Linked DNA regions of Mus musculus: region 1 is linked to region 2. A link is a contact called in public HiChIP or PLAC-seq data. All regions are on one chromosome and are shown on one strand. The core of a region is the stretch at or near the end of the contact, and the rest is flanking DNA. Distances in the headings are between cores, read along the strand shown. Region 1 has its middle 17 kb from the start of Gm40112. Region 2 has its middle 14 kb from the start of Gm40109.

Region 1 (3,777 bases), core at 353-2,852, 1.2 Mb before region 2:
GTAAAATGTAGCCTTTTCCAGTTCCAAGGTCAGCAGGGAGGAATCTTTTCCTTCTTCCTGTGCTTGTCTCTCTGCTGGTATTTCCCACAGGCCAGCCCCAGCCAGAGCCAACAGGCCTGGCCAGAGCAGGAGGGAGGAGACCCTGCTACAGAGATCAGAGTGGCTACAGTGTCAGGAACTGGCTGGAGGAGTTGGTGACCTTCCTATTAGTTTTTGTTTATTGTAAATTTCCACTTGGCCAGACTGGACATTTTATCTTTTGTGAGTGAGGCAAAAGCCTGGAGAACATTTAGAGAATTATTTACACCTATTATATTTTAAACTGGACAGTACCTCAGCAGCTCAGCAGTGATGCAATCGATACTCAATGTTCTTACCACAAGCTTAACCAAATGTTAATATTCTACCAGATTTAGTTCAAATATTTATTTAAGGAAATAAAGTGTTGCAAATTCAGCTATAACCATCTCCCCTAACCCTAACCTCCCACCTTGTAGCCATTTACCCCCTGAAGTGTCACCTTCTGTAACACTGTGATATATTCACAAACAACACACAGTAGGTATGTTTATTTTTAAGTGGTTAAAACCGAAATCCCATTTTTTTCAACTTAGCTTTCTTTAAACTTAACTATATATTTTTTTGAGATTTATTCGTGTTAATAAGTCACTTGTAGTTCATTCATTGTATTCTTTTTTTGTATGTAGAATATGTGTCATGCACATGTTATGTACATGACAGGGTGTTTGTACATACGTGTGGAGGTAAGGAGTTGACATTGGGTATTGACCTCCATCATTCTCCACCGTAGCTTCAAACCAGGTTTCTCACTGAACCTGGAGCTCGCTGATGCGGCTGGCTAATGAGCCTCAGCGATGTTTGTGTCTTTATTTTTTCCAGGGCTAGGTTATAGGTATAAGCCACCACTCCTGGCTTTTCTCACGGGTGCTGGAGATCTGAATTCAAGGGCCCACACTGATTTGAAGGCCTCATGGTCAGACAGCAAGCGCTTCTCCCCAGCCCCACCAACAGCTCCTCATAAGACCACACTACGCTTTAGTGCACGCCTGTGTTGGTGGATGTTTTGGTTGTTCCAGGTCTCTTCATTTTTCTCTCTTGACCCCCCCTTCCTTTCCTCTTCCATTCTAAATTCCATCATTATTGTTACAGATTCTATGTTAGGCATCCTCAGATCGGATTACATCGCTTCTGAGATTCACACCTGGAAGAGGAACGCCCATCTTCAACTCTACTAAGAATGCTACTTCATCCCCTAGACGGGTTGTACCAATTTACAAAGTCTGCATAAGCCAGGGATATCGAAAGCCTTTTTGTGTCTGCTCCAAAGGGAGTCGAACCTCAAAGGCACTGATTCAGGGGTCCAGGGAGGCTGTAGTGAAAGATCCCTGTTTACTGTTACTGAGACTTCAACGACAGAGAGCACCGATTTTTTGTTCAGGCAGAAATGTTCCAATTCACCTTTCCCCTGGTGGTATATCACTGTATTCATGCTGAATCCACCCAGGGCTGCTATGCAAAGAGGAGAGGAGACTTGCCTGTCCCAGCTCCCTGCAGGGCTGAGGCTGACAAGCCAGCTGGTGCTGTGTGCCAAGCAGCTTGGCAGTGAGCAATTCAGCTGGTTCCTGGGACAGGAGGCAGCAGTGACTGATCACAGAACTGAACATCTTCAGAGCTCTTTTACTCTATAAATATAGTCTTTGCAGAAAGCAGTGAAGATGGCGAAGCTTCCGGCCAACAGCAAACACAGCAAGAGAGGCTAGGGTGTGGCGTGTGAGCTTCGGAGTCAGGAGTTGATCAGGGGGGCTGGTCACCTGTGACGTCATTCTCCAGATTGCAACTCTGTGTGAACAAACACTTCAGTTTGTGTTACAGTTTGGGGGAGTGTTTGTTTTTTAAGAGACAGAGCACAAAATTATGAATTCTAAACTAGGGTCTTGGTAAACTGTCTCTGCTTTGGTGACTCTGAGGGAGGGACAAGAGGCTCAGGGTGTCTGGGAGGGCACTGTCAGTGTCTCCTCAATGGCTGGGCACTATGAATTCAGTGTTGTAGAAGAGTGAGAGTGGAGATAGAAGCTGGGTACTAGAGATGCCCAAAACCAATGAGAGGATGTGTGTTGGAGGGTGTTTGTGTACGTGCACAAAGGAGGGAAACAGGGTAGTGAGAAGCTTGGCAGCCAGTGGTGTAAAGATGAGAAGAACTAGGAACGGTGTTGGGGAGGTGGTTTTGGAGATGGTCCCATAGACTCCACTAGATGCTCAGCCCCTAGTTAGAACTAATTACTAGCTGCTGCTGGTCAGTGATGGATGGGGCAGAGGTGTACTGCGGGTTAGGAAGGACGGGTACGTGCATAACCCCGTGCTCTCTCCCCTGCTTTACACAGGGATGAGTTTAACTGACGAGTGACTGAAACAAACCATGTACCTCTTAAACATCAGTGTGTCTGCATAGAAGACGTCAGGCACTTAGAGAATAAAGTGTTAAAGGATCAAGGTCCTCCCTCACCCTCGGGAACTGGGGGTAGGGGGTTGTCAACAAACTGTCCCTATGAGTTGCAGTAAATAAGGGGGGGAGGAAAAGGGCCTTCTGGAAACCTACTTCAAAGGACAGAGCCATCTTCCAGATGGGCAGTTCCATGGGTCGAACTTGCCTTCCAATCAGAGAGGGGCCCTTGCTTTCAGAATCAAAGTCGGGGACATAGTCTAACACGGTAACAGAATACTTGAAACGCCAGCTTTCCAGGAGCACCGGATTCTGAGTCGGGAGGTCGCTGTGGGGAGGTTGAGTCTCTTCAGAAAACATTGAAGAGGAACAGAAGAAGCGGCTTTCTGGAGAAGCTCGGCTGAGCACATTGATAGACACATTTCTAGTTTCCTCTTGGAACCATTTGGGGTGGCCTGCTTATTCTCATTTTATAGAGGTTACATCCAACAGCTGGGCAGTTTTAACCATTTCTCAGTTACCCAGTTAGTCTATGGTGGGGCCTCTGTTCTTCAGTGGCCTAGATTCTTCTCCAGCTCTGAGGAAATGAGGGCAGTGGTGAGAGTCCTTTCGCAGGCTGTCGATGTGCTGAAGGGCTTTGCTTCTGGTCCATTCCATTGTCTATCACCTCCATCCAGGGAGGATATGCAAGGCAGCATCTGCCACGACAACCTGGAATGTTTCTTGTCCTTGTTGGAGCACTGTGGGTGAGAGGGTGCTGAGTGTGGCCACGCCCTTGTGAGAATTCACACCTGCGAGACCTGTCATGCATACATTTATGTTCAGTTCTTACTGTTGTTATACACACACAGAGAAAGGCTTATCATAAACAAATACCGTCAATTAGTTATATCCAAGAAGTACCTGTGTAACGTCCGTTCACTTGGATGAGGAAAGAGACCAGTTTCCAGAATCTTTTCTCATGACCACTCCTCCATCTCCAAAAGGTAAGCTTCCTTAAAGTCAAGCTTTAAAAAAAATTTTTTTTATTAAAGACAACAACAAACTTCTAATGCTGCAATTGATTTTCCTATCCTCATTTTGACCTTGAACTCAGCCATATGGTATTTCCCTTTACTATCAGTTTCCTTTTTCATGTTGTCAAGTATAGTTTACATATTTCCATGTTGGCATAATGTTCCATTGCACTTGGAGCCCACAACTTAGTGTAGATTTTCCAGTTCATGGGCATTTGGGTTCTCTGCAGTTTTGGCTGTAGAAAAAAGCCACTGTGAACGCTCTGTAGGTCTTTTGGTGATCATATGCATGGGCTTCTG
Region 2 (4,027 bases), core at 341-2,840:
TCCCGGCTCTTCCTCTTCCTTCTGTCTGAAGTACCTGCCTCATATTAGGCAAGTGTTCTATCTCTGAGCAAAGTTACTCAGGCTGATCTCGAACTTACTCTATACTCAAGACAGGCAAGCTTTGGACTTGCAATCCTCTTGGCTTAGCTTTTTTGTTGTTGTTGTTTTTTCGAGACAGGGTTTCTCTGTGTAGCCCTAGCTGTCCTGGAACTCACTTTGTAGACCAGGCTGGCCTCAAACTCCTGCCTGCTTCTGCCTCCCGAGTGCTGGGATTAGAGGTGTGCACCATCACACCAGGCTGGCTCAGCTTTTCAAGTAGCTGAGATTATAAACACACCACACACACCAGGCACAGCTGTTGTTTTTCTTATTGCCTTTTAGACAAAGAATCCACCGAAGGCTCACAGACCTTTCTAAAGCAGGCAGTGAGAGTTGGTGAAACAAAACCCCTAAGCCAAACACATCTCACAACTCACTGCCCATGAAGTTGTCCATTGTACTAAAATAAAGTTTTATTGAAACACAGCCACACTAGTCTGTTTCTATATTGTCAGGTCATTCACTCTCTGGCCCTTTATAGAAAATGTTTGCCAAGCCCTGCTCCGAGTAATAATGTGACTAACTCAAAGTATTACTGTTTAGAGGTGTTTCCCATTCGTGCTGGGTAGTTTTATGCCAACTTGACACGAACTAGTTATCAGAGGGCATGGAGCCGCAATTGAGACAACGTCTTTATAAGATTGGGCTGTAGCCAAGCATGTAGGGCGTTGTCTTAGCTATTGATCAATGGGAGAAGGCTCAGCCCATTGTGGGTGGTGTCATTCCTGGCCTGGTGGTCCTGGGTTCCACAAGAAAGCAGGCTGAGCAAGCCATGGGGAGCAAGCCAGTGAGCAGCACTGCCTCTGTATCAGCTCCGGCCTCCAGGCTCCTGCCCTGTCTGAGGTGCTATACTGAATTCTTCAGTGATGAATGGTGATGTGGAGGTGTAAGCCAAATAAACCCTTTCCTCCCCAGCTTGCTTTTGGTTATGGAGTTTCATCATAGCAATAGTAACCCTGACTAAGACACCAATCAACTCCATTTTTACTGGAAGTCATTTTGAGATTAGTACCAACTGTTCTACAGATGAAGAAACTGAGGCCCAGAAAGGAGATGGCTCGCCCAAGGTGACACAGACAGCAAGAGGCAAAACCGGAAACCAAACCCAGCCACCAGCGCTCCGAAGAGGGCTGAACAACTGAACAACTGCAGCTGTTGCTGGAGCCTGAATGTGCTTCTCATCTGCCCAGCCGCAGAGTGGCAGCAGCTGGCGGTGTTGACTGTGAGAAGACAGGGGCCGGGAAGCAACTGTACATGATGTAGATACTCAGGAGTAATCTCAAAGAGCAGACAATGTCACCAGGAGCTTTCTGTGCATAGGAAAGGCGGCTAGCTCACAGAAGTCTGCCCACCACAAGCCATGTGTGGCTTCTGTAAATCTCTAACAGTTAATCACATGACTGCTCAAGCCGCGGCAGTCTTCCCACCCAGGCTTGGACAGACCTTTCTCAGCTTGCCAAGGAGCTGCTCAAGAACCTGAACGGCTGTCACATCACTTGTGTGAGAGAGCCCTCTAGTGTCCATTTCTGGTATTGCCTCCCTTGCCATGGGCTCTGTAGACAACAGGGACACTGTTTTTCTAGGTCTTTTGACTTTAAGGAACTCATCTAGTACAGTAGACTTAAAAGGTGTTGCTCTCTTCAGAGCTCCCTGAAGAGGCTGTTATGCAAAGCCTAACTACACTACCATTGGGCATTGCCTGTTTGCAGGTTTTCCCTTCAGTTCTGACTCCGTGGCCTTTCATAGGCTCTGGAGTTCAGTCTGCAGACAGATTTGACCTTCCACAACAACTTGACATATGGGAAGCTGTCTCAGTTGCCTCCAGCTAAGCTCTGTTTCCGGAAGTATTTTGTGTTGTCAGTTTGGGGTGGTTAATTTTTATGGAGATCGAAAAATATATTTTTATTGCCTTTTATATATTTATTTTGTGTTGGGGGCTATGCATGTTTGCTACCATGCTTGTGTGGAGGACAGAGGACAACCTGAAGCAGTCAGTCCCAGGGATCAACTTCAGGCTTGGTGCCAAGTGCCTTTAACTTGCTGATACACCTTACTGTCCTCAATTCTGCAGAGGGTGATGTTTGAGATAGGGTCTTGCTAGGTGCCTTCGACTGGTTTCAAACTCCCTATCTTCCTGCCTCTACGTCTTTGTACTGGGATAACTGGTGTGACCCACCACCACCCAAGCTGCCATGCTACACTATTTTAATTGTTTATCAACGTTGTATACACTGGGATTGTCAGCGTGGCTGAAAGCAGCAGGTGACGCTTGTTTTGAGTCCCTGTGCTCAGCAGTAGTCAGAAGCGGTAGCCGAGGCCCAGGAGCTGCTGTCTCATCTGACAGGCAAGGACTCTGTAGGACCAATGTTCACAACTTCCTGTTGCTGATTGCCTCGCACTTAATCACAGAGAATCATCTGTATGAGAGCTACTGGCCTGGGGTTGGGGGGGGGGGGGCAGGTGCTGTGCTGAACCCCCATGTGCTGACACAGGCACCACGGTTCCCAATTTTCAGATGTGACTCAGAGTCCAAAGCTCTGAGCAGCTTGCCCATGGCCTAACATCAAGCATCAGATCAATGTGTCTAAGTGCTATGGCCAGGGAGGCCTGGATTTAACCCAGAAAGCAGCAGCAGTCGGACCACATCTCTCTCAATGCCCCAGGTCGCTCTGAATCCCAGCTCTGGACCTGAAAATCTCCCCTGTTGAAGAGCGGACTTGTGTCAGGTCGTGTGTGGCCGACTCAGAAAGGAGTTCCCAGTTACTAGGTTTCCCTTTCTGTCCATAACGAATTTGAAGGAAGGCAATGGCTTGTGGTAGACACACAGGCTCCCTTTGCTTTCTGTTGAACATCTGCCTTGAGCGCTTTCTGTTGTTGCCTGTCTGGTGCTCTGAGGTCCTCCAAGGGAGGCTTTGACATGGGGTCTAGGTCTGAACTCTGAGCATTTCGCCTTCCAGGTTGCCCCTTGTCGCCCCTTCGTCTGCCCATGTGTCCACTGCTGTGCCCTATGCATTGAACAGCTTATCCCGTTGAGCTATTTGAGAGGTTAAATGTTAATTGACTCACTTGATCTCAACCATCACTTACTGTTACTCCCCTGTGGGAGTAACCATGCATTCCTAGGAGACTGAAGGCCCATCTCTTTAACAAAGCCAAAAGGCTCCCAGGCCCTTTCTCCAGAACCTTCAGCCCTCTCCTACTCCACATTCTTCCAGTATTTGCCTGTCAGTCTTCTAGTTCTTGTGACACTCTTGTCCCCATCTACTGAGGCTTTATTAGTCCTATCCTTGGCCAGGAAACATCTCCTCCACCACCTCTCCCCTCCCCTCCCTCCTGCCCTCTTAGCTGGTACCTGCTCTTCTGACCTGAGGCTCTGTTTAGCCACCACCTCACAATTGTGGATCCCACGGGCCTCACAGCCCAGCTCAGTTCCCCAACAGCCACGCTGGGACTCCAGGCCTGTCCTCACCTTAGACTTAGAAGCCTGCACTCATTTAGTTGATGACCACAGTCCATCCTACCAGGCCATGAGGTCCCCGATGTCCTCAGAGAGTTGCTGCATCTGCTTCTACTCGCTCTTGCACCTCTAGTGCGGGGCATAACTCAGTTTTGTAGACAGGGAGTAGACAGAGTGGGAGAGGGGAAGGAACTTCCTTGACATGGTCCCTAGCTTATGATGATTCAGCCCAGGACTTTCCTCTCACCGTGGTATGAGTGGAAACTGGTATCCAGCGTTTTGTTCTTTTCTGGGCTAGTGATACACAGTAGCCCAAAAGTGCACTGTAGAACCACAGTCCCTGCCCATGGTGGAAGGGAGATGTGAGTGTCGTTTAAGTGGGTATTGCTGCTACACTTGGATAGCCCTGAGGTTAGCTGCATTCAGGGCTTTACCAGTTGATGGTGTTTTGCTGTTCCTGTTTGACACAAT

Evidence for each region. HiChIP or PLAC-seq counts read pairs in DNA pulled down with a chosen protein or histone mark.
Region 1: a contact with region 2 is called in a FOXA1 HiChIP or PLAC-seq map of pancreatic cancer cells. The contact joins two enhancer-like sites. A contact is called at or near these places in 5 of 484 Hi-C or Micro-C datasets (B cells, the Ba/F3 cell line, CD4 T cells and 2 more) and 1 of 115 datasets of contacts at active chromatin or transcription factors (pancreatic cancer cells).

What each region holds. Positions count from the first base shown.
Region 1 is chr3:102,675,171-102,678,947 of GRCm38.p6, reverse strand. No RefSeq gene overlaps it. Among named protein-coding and RNA genes, the nearest start is that of Gm40112, 17 kb to the left of the region's middle. Within about 2 kb of position 1,602, at least 72 of the 459 cell types and tissues checked have an H3K27ac peak or open chromatin away from gene starts, as enhancers often do. A contact at or near this core is called in pancreatic cancer cells, where this site is marked.
Region 2 is chr3:101,491,609-101,495,635 of GRCm38.p6, reverse strand. No RefSeq gene overlaps it. Among named protein-coding and RNA genes, the nearest start is that of Gm40109, 14 kb to the left of the region's middle. Within about 2 kb of position 1,590, at least 63 of the 459 cell types and tissues checked have an H3K27ac peak or open chromatin away from gene starts, as enhancers often do. A contact at or near this core is called in pancreatic cancer cells, where this site is marked.